Linked DNA regions of Anser cygnoides: region 1 is linked to region 2. The links are chromatin contacts, called in public Hi-C maps. All regions are on one chromosome and are shown on one strand. The core of a region is the stretch at or near the end of the contact, and the rest is flanking DNA. Distances in the headings are between cores, read along the strand shown. Region 1 holds the start of USP1 (ubiquitin specific peptidase 1). Region 2 holds the start of TM2D1 (TM2 domain containing 1).

Evidence for each region. Hi-C and Micro-C count contacts between places; a contact is called where the count stands out from the background.
Region 1: a contact with region 2 is called in a Hi-C map of liver, with 6 times the contacts expected there. The contact joins the promoter of USP1 here to the promoter of TM2D1 in region 2. A contact is called at or near these places in 2 of 7 Hi-C or Micro-C datasets (both in liver).

The regions. Positions count from the first base shown.
Region 1 is chr8:30,822,428-30,826,741 of Taihu_goose_T2T_genome, forward strand. It overlaps USP1 (ubiquitin specific peptidase 1), which reads left to right and starts at 2,447. Exons shown (of 8, transcript XM_067001729.1): 1 at 2,447-2,608; 2 at 2,761-2,952; 3 at 3,786-3,909. The coding sequence starts at 2,783.
Region 2 is chr8:30,636,894-30,641,226 of Taihu_goose_T2T_genome, forward strand. It overlaps TM2D1 (TM2 domain containing 1), which reads right to left and starts at 2,927. Exons shown (of 7, transcript XM_067001728.1): 1 at 2,680-2,927; 2 at 1,616-1,685. The coding sequence starts at 2,907.

The DNA.
Region 1 (4,314 bases), core at 1,197-3,696, 190 kb after region 2:
GTAAACGTTCACAAGCCTACCTTTAAGCCCAAAGCTAAGCCTTCTGAAGTCACTGATGCTATTTGTATTCACAAGTGTACCTAAAACTCACCTAAACACTGGTACATGTGGATCAGGCTGTCAGATTGTAAAATCTTTGGATGTAAATGGTCTTGTATCGTGTTTGTTAAAGCAGATAGCAAACCACGCACTTGACAGGGTAGACTTTTATTGAAATGCAATACAAATAAGTAATAAACCGCCTCAGTCGTGCCATTTGACAGAGATGTGCGAGGAGCGCTGCCATATCAAATCCAAGGCTGCCTGGAACGACCGGACTCCTGCCCTTGGAGTTTACTCCAGCTCAGGATTGATTCAAGGTCCAAACGCTGACAGATTTCACCCCGTCCCAGTCACATAGCCCTGTTACTACCACGGTCCTAATTGCCCAACAGCTCCCAGCTCTTGTTGAAGGCGCTGCTCTGCTGGCCACTCAAACGGGTAGCATGAAGCAGATTTAATGAAACACGTTATTAAGGAACCAAGCAGTAACGTGGCTTTTGGGCACCACCCCCCTGGACAAGACTTCCTAACACTTCTTGTCTCGTACAAGAGAACCTCTTCAGAGCTGGGTGTCTATTAGCTGGTGCAGTCAACAGAACCCATACAGGATCTGCCCACGGGTGCAGTGCAGGGCAGCAGACCCCAGACCCCTGAGGCACTCGGACAAATGCGAAATCCATTTAACTTCCACTGGGAGCTTGCTATCCAGCCAGCTTTGAGGCTTTGTATGTCCCACTAGACAGGTTAATAAGATTTTAGCTCAATATGTACCTTGAGACTCTGAACCTTGGTTCCTCGGGTGATGGGCCTGTCCGTATGCAGGCATATGAGTGTATTTTGCCCTGTAAGTGATAGCCAAATACGTGTAGCAAGTGTGTGCATGACTGTCAGAGTATCTATCGCTTCTGCCATAATCCAAATATATATTTAAGGAAACTGATCTACAGTAATAATTAATTCATATAGCGAGGTAAAAAAATCCAAAAAGATCGCCAAGAACTTTTCAAAATTAAACGGCTATAAAAAACACTCTTTAGTCTAAGAGCCAGGCTTCTAATTTTGTTCTATCACTTACACATCTGACACAGCAAATTGCAAAGTTATACATTGCTGTGCAGGAAACCCAAAGACATAAACATGAGCAACTGGGGAGCTGCCTGAAGGGATGGGAGTAAAACACAGGCACGTGGCGAGGACGGGGTCAGCACTAACAGCTTTCAGAAAATGGTGTGGAGCTAAGGCCAATGCCTGGGCATGGCTGAAAGTCGGTTATGAAGCTAAACGGGTAAAATATCTTAGTGAGTAAGGTGGAATTTTTTTACCAAAGTTTTCCTGTGAGTCACAGATGTGATCTAAATGAACAAGTGTCCTGGCTTACCAGGCTTTTCTCGTAACGCAACTGGTAACACCAGTGCCTAAAAGCTTTGCGTGCCACACAGAACTCCTTAGTTCTCAGATAAAAGGTGAACCTTTAAAAGATTTCTGACATTTTGGAGCAATATTCAATTACATAGCATTGTAGTGTACAGACCTAATATAGCCAATTTATGCTTCATAAGAAATATTTACTGTGGTGACATTGCCATATTTCTCCCATCTCACACTAAGTCCCACGAGAGAATAACTGTGAAAAATGGACCTTATAAGGAGTAAATATGGACCAGTTCTCAGAGCCCCCCAAATTTGTGAAGTATGCGAGCAGCAATGGATGTGCAGGCGAGAGCTTGTGATTCTCAGCATGTGGAGCCACGGACGAATTACTGAATAAACAGGGCGGTTCTGTGTTGTGCAGATGTTCGTTTCGTGTACGACTGGCGCTGGGTTGGAAATCAGTTTAATTATTTTTATTAAGAAGTCCGAACGCTCGCTCCCCGCCGCTGAGGCAGCCGAGCTTTTCCTCACAGCAGGCAGCTGCCGCCCCCCCCCCCCAACCAGCCGCGCGGGGGCGCTGCGGGCCGGCGGCCGCCTCACGGCGCCTCCCGCTGTGATTGGCTGAGGCGGGGAGGGGCGGGGCTTCCTTTGGATCAATCCACCTCCGCCTCCGGAGGGGGGGGGCGGGGGTGTCCTTGCGGAATGGTTCGGCCCAGCCGCCCCCCCCCCCCCCCCCTTCCCCCGGCGCGAGTCCCGGGCCTTTGCCTAGGCCGTTGCCAGCGCCCGCGCGCGCTCAGGCAGGACCCCGCGGGCTGCCCGCCGCACTGCCTGACGGCGGAGACAGCGGTTCGGCGCCGGTACCGCCGGCAGAGCGCTCGCTGAGGCATTGCTTTGCCTCCCCCGCCCAGCGAGCGGGTGAAGCCCGACGGCCACCATGCCCCCGCGGTGCCAGCGAGCCTCGCCTTCGGCTCCGTGTCGGGCGTTTGATCAGGGCAGCCCGCGGCGGCTGGGCGCGAGGAGCGCGGCGGGCGGGGGTCCTGGCGGCAAGGCAAACGCGCCAAGTTTCCCGTGGCGGGGCGGGCGGCGCGGCCGGGGCCCGCGGTCTCCATAGCGACGGCCCCCGGCGGGCGGGGGCGGCGGGGCCGTGACGGGCCGGGCCGGGCCGTGACGGGACGCGCAGGGCCGCCATGTAGCGGTGAGCGCCGGGACCGGGCTGAGGGGCCGGGGCGGGCCACGGGGGCGGTGGGGGCGGTGGGGCCGGGGCCGTGAGGGACGGGGCTGAGGGGCCGGGGCCGCTCCCAGGGTGCCGGTGCCGGTCCGACGCCGCCCCGTGTGTGCCCGCCGCAGGTGGCGTTTCCCGGCCGGGAAGATGCCCGGGGTGCTCCCCAGCGAGAGCGGAGCGGCGTTGCGGGGCAGCCCGTCGAAGCGGAGCCGGCTGTCGCTGAAGCTGTTCCAGAAGAAGGAGGCCAAGCGGGCGCTGGACTTCGCCGAGCCGCAGGACGGCGGCGGGAGCAGCCCCGAGCCGCGGGGAGCCGACGTGTGCGTGGGGAGCCGGGGGGCGGGGGGGCGGCGGCACGGCCGGGCTGCCGGCGGCTGCCTCGGGAGGTTCAGACAAAGTTTCCCTCAGCTCAGCTCGATAGAAAGCGATTCCCCTTCTGCTGAAGTATCGAAACTTTAAAATTGTCGCTTTTACAAAATGAATCCTGCAGAAAAAACATTGGATATGGAAGGTCCCTTATGCTGGGAGTAAAAGCACCGAGTCCACCGCTCACTGCCGTGCGTTATTGTTGGGTGTTTGAGCCCTGGGTGAACTCGGCAGCTCGTCTCCCTGCAGCTAGTGAGGAAGTGAAATGGGAGAAGGAAAATTGCCTCATTGCGATAAACGTGTTGGAGGCTTTGAGACGTGGTTCTGTCTGGTGTATCAGTACAGTGCATCAGCGCTGTGTGTAATGCGCCAGGTTTTTTGTTATTTTTTTCCCCCCTTCTATATTTATTTGCTTGTTATGCTCCCAGCAATGAAGTGATATGAATCTGGAGCAAGGGACAGTAATAGAAAATATGTGCTGCACACATAGCGTTTTTCTTGGAGCTGCACTAAGAATGAACAAAGAACACACAAAAGTATTGTAAAGAGAGCTTTACTGGTGCCTTAAATCACTCCGCTTCTTGAGAGGTGGGTGTTGGGAGTAATGGCAGACACACGCCTCTCGTAAACCTGCCTCTTTTTGAGTAGGTTGCTAGAAAGAAGGGTTACGGTGGAGTTGGCCTCTCTTTGAGTGCCTGGAGTAGCCATGTAGAGATTCTCAGAAATGCCTTGACACCGTTTTCATCTGTGCTCGTTAGTCATTAATTCTGTTTTCACTGTTTTATAGTGACCAGGTTGTTCCTGCAGCACAGCCTCCGTTGCTTGTCAGCTGTGAGAAGAAAGACAACATGTTGCCTTTTGTGGGCCTGAATAATCTTGGTAACACTTGTTACCTGAACAGCATCCTTCAGGTAAGATCGCGTTTCGGGGCCTCAAAAAAGATCCTTTTGTTTTGGTTAAGCACAAATAGATGAGATTTTTAGTTTGACATTGTATAGGAGATGTCTGGGTGTTGTATACAGGGAATCTAGTTACAGTGGGGAAAAAAGGATGATAGTGCAGGAAAAGGATGATAGTGCAGGAAGCGTGTGCACCACGGATTGTCTTGATGATTAATTTGTCAGTTTACATACTCCAGCCATGTCCCTGCCCTGAATAATCCGAAATCTTCGCGTGCTGTGCAGCAGCCTCGGGAGGTGCAAAGCTAGTTGGATTGTAAGTGTGGACGTGTGATGTCAAATAACTTAGCTTACCAATTATTATTTTGTTTTAAACTGTTGCTTTTAGGTGTTATATTTTTGTCCTGGTTTTAAAAC
Region 2 (4,333 bases), core at 1,677-4,176:
TTATACACTTTGTAGTAGCTTTCAGTACTTGTGAGACCTGTTGATTAGTTCTAACTGAACTGCTAGACGGGTTCAACATTTCTTTCCTGATTCTCCAGTAATACCCAAAGGAAAGAAGATGAGGACTTGGATTTATTTATTTTTTAAAATATCTATCCACATTGTGTAGGACCATCTCAAAACTTAAGTTAAAAATTAAGTTCAGATGGTCAGTATCTGTAACAGGGGAAAAAAAAGAAAGCTATGTCTGGACTTAATTGTCATGAAGTCGTACATGGAAGTTACTGATCAACGTGCCTCATCTGATACAACTACAGAAAACAACATTTTTTCTCTTCCAAAAATTAAGCAAAGAAAGCAGTGCTTTCTATTTAGAAGAAGCCCACAGCAGTTAAAATATTGACACAGGGAAGGACACGGTCTTCTTGTCAGAGTCATGCCAGTACGGCTCCAAACCCGCTACTCTATGAGACTACTTGGATGCTTTGAATTAAACCCCTACTTGTTTGGATGATGAAATCCAGAAAGATGTTTAGAGACTGTAGTGCTTCAAGCATGAGCTTTAAGACCAACTTTTTATTATTTAGATAATAATGATAGAGGAAATGACTCATACTGTGAGGACAATCTAAAGACTGCTGTATGTGTAAAAATTCTATACAGATATAGAAATGAACACGTTAATAAATTCAGCAACCTCCTCCACTCTGAAGCAAATGTATGGTATATTGAATACAATCATATGGTTAGACACAACTACCAATGTGAGTTGTGACCAAACTACAGAATATTCTTTGGCTCACTGACTGCCTGTCTATAATCAGGGACACAATATCAAAGATGATGTAAAGGACTGAATAACTTACAGGGGGATGTATTTTGGAAAGTACTTTCATCCAGTCTCTGAAAAGTACTTGGAAAACCTCCACTATCCCTAAGCATCCCAATAAAGAAAATTATTTAGTGTTTATACACAGTAAAATCTGAAAGACAACAAGCATACGCACGCATTTTAAACACGAGTGTACATTAAGCAAATTAGCTAACAAAGAGACCATTTACTTCAATGCCTGCAAACACCAGAAAAACTAACCATATGTAATAAAGCAAGCGACAAATTTAACTGTGTTTCTGTTGTACTCCAAAGAAAATCTGAAATTTAACATCAAAATAAGCGTAACTGCTTTCAAAAGAGACCCTCATGTCACCAAAAACTCTTGATGATGGAAGGCACCATCCTTCCTTAAAAGGATTTTTAAGATTTTGAAGGTTTTGAGGCTGCTCTGCCATATGTCAATTCTTCTAAGTATATGCAAAACTGAGTAGGACAGGAATGGTTTGCTCTAATCACAGTAGTGAAGGACAGGGCCTAGAAGATATACTTTGAAGAGGTTTACCAGAAACCTCACTTAAAAACATACCAGTGAGAAACAACGTATTTATTCATTTTCAGTGAAGCATCCAATGTACACAAATGTTTCAGGCTTTCACACTAATGACATTACTAATCCCATGTTTTAAAAGCTCATCTAGCAGATACATAAATGCATGAATTAAATACTTCCTTGGAAAATGTAATTACTGTCAATATATGTTAGAAATTAGAAATCCTTACCATATGCCGTGTGATTTGTACAATTCATTGGTTCTTGTGTACTATTGTCTATTTTAGGCTCATCACACATATATGTTCAGGTAATTGAGGAAAACATTTTTCATATCAAACACTACAACGGGTTTAACATTAATTTATTCCACCCTCTTTAACCTCTGAGGATTAAAGATGTACCTTGATGTCAGTTTTCCTCCCTCCCCATCCCCCAAAATAGGAACAGCATATTACCATAGAGCAAATCTGCTAATCCAATTTAATACATCAATATATTGCATAAGCTCCACGTTTAATTAGTGCTGCAGTCAGCACTACCTAAGGGAACTACAATATTTATCAGTCACAGTCTCTGTATTTGAAGGCGACAAGGTAGAACCCCAGCCTATGCTTCCTTCCTTATTTTGATACCGGAGTACCTTTAAACCGAGGCATTTGGTTGAGAAGATTAAAGCTACAATAACAAACAAAATTCAAAGAACACCTAAAAACGAACATCGGAAACGCCAGGAATTTGGACTAAAGAAAACGTGAGCAGGAACAAACTTTCTGAGGTCTGAACTCCCACGGTCAAGTAAGGCAGGAGATGAAGTTAGCTTTTTTTCCAAGCTTTGCTTTCCTGACACTTTTGATCTGCAGCCACGTCGCCAACGGCCAGCTGCCCTCACCATCCATCTCCTCGGGAAGGCCTGACGCGCCTCTGGAAACAACTTGCAGCTTGGGCTAACACCTGAGACCTTCTCGCTTGGCTGGGGGAGGCAGACCCAACATTTTGGGAAGACACTGGCTCTCACTTGAGCGTCCTGAAAACGAACACAAGAAGGCGAAGGGGCAGGAGGGTCTCCCATCACACGGGATCTTCTCGTTGAACACCAGGCGCACCCCGACCTGCACACAGCCACACGCTACGCCACCCCCAAATAAACCTGTACCACCACACACATCCTCCCTGCCGCTGCTTCCAGCTCAGGACCCTAGGGCGTCCCTACCCCCGGTGCCCCCCAGTGTCCTACAGCCGCCAGCCCCATCACCCCCACAGCCCCCATCCCCCCGCCGCGGCCGCGCTCAGGATATTGCCCCAGCCGCAGCTCGTCGCACTTGAGCGGCGGCTCCGAGCTCGCCGCTGCCCTCACGGCTGCGAACCAGAGGAGGAGGAGGACGAGGAGGAGGAAAGGGAACGGGGCCTCGGCCACCCCTCGCCACCGGCGCCCCATCCCCGCCGGCCGCCGCCCCGGCCGGGCGGCCATCTTGGGAGCCGCGGCTACCGTCAGTGACGCCGCGGGGAGGAGCAGCCCCATAGCCCTGCCTCCGGGGGAGCCGGCTCTGCGGGCAGCCCTCAGGATGCCGCAGGTGCCGCTTTTATTTATTTATTTATTTATTTATTTGGCTCTTTCAGGGGTTGACCTCAGCAAATATGGCTCCTGAGGCAGCTCGGAGCGGCGGTGAGGGCACAGCGTGCCCCTACCTAAGATGGCGCCCGTGTAGCCCTGCTGGGCTCGTACCCTGGACAAAGATGGCCGCCGGGGAGGACGGCGCCCACCTGCCCTTACCCAAGATGTCGGCCCCGCCTCAGCGGGGCGGTGCGGGGCGACGGGGGGCGGTGAAGGGCCGCAAGGGGACCCGGGGCTGCTCTGTGGGGGCGTCCCCTGCTCCGGGAGTCGCCTGGAAGAGGCTGGCGAGGGCTGGGCTCGGCCGGGTGAGAGCGGCGTGGGCAGGCAGCTGGAGGACAAGTACGGGGCCGGGGGGCGATCACCGGCGTGAGGGCTGGGCATGGCAGGCCTAACCTCCCGCCTGGTGCCCGGGAGCGTCCCGGGCGCTGTGGGCGCCGTCGAGAGTGTCAGAGAAAATTCCTCAAGGTGTGAGGTAAAGCGGCTGGCCTGTGCCCGCCCGGCTCTGCCAGGCCTGGCTAGGAGAGCCCTTGAGCCAGCCTGGGTTTTCATGTAAAATTGTGATTGTATACTGTTAAAGTACTTTCTCTTTCTTCTTTTTTCTTTTTCTCTACTTTTTCTTTCTTTCTCTCTTTCTCTTTTTTTTTTTTTTTTGAAATACATACAAAATACCTGGAGCAGGCAAGCTTTATCTTCATCAGTGTTTGCTCCTTGTAAGGTATTTTGTGGTGATTACCAACCTTTGTTTTTTCTCACTTTTTTGAAGATTATTCCATATTTTTCTAGTGCTTGTTTCTGAAAGCATCATTTTTCAGCTGTGAGCTGCTGGGGATCACGGACTGTTTGAAATGAAGAGACTGTTCAGTGGTGAACGAACTTGGGAAAGGCAGCACTACTGTCAGAAGTTTTCGTCTGCTCTAGAAGCATTTCCTGAAAAACAAATGGGGACATAGAAACTTTAAAAGGTTGGAAACAACTCCCAGGTGGTATTTAAGAGAATGTCATTATTAACCAGCCCTTCCTAAAGTCTTCTGGTTTCACCAGTGATTATTTTTGTGGATGAATGGTGACTTATGTATGAGTCTGTCAGTACCAATGAAAGGTCTGTTATGGCCCCAGGTGCTCAAAGAATCAGTAAAAATGTTGATTTAAAATATATGGATGTCTGACAAAGATCTCAGCAATATTTCACATCACTGGCTGTCTAACAGCTTTTGGGAGATTTGTGTAAACTAAATTGGCAGTCTAGAATTCAGCAGATAAAGTATGCAAATGAAAATTGACATTCCTTTCAGCAATTGGAAAAGAAAGGCCAGGGACAGAGTGCACTCTGTAA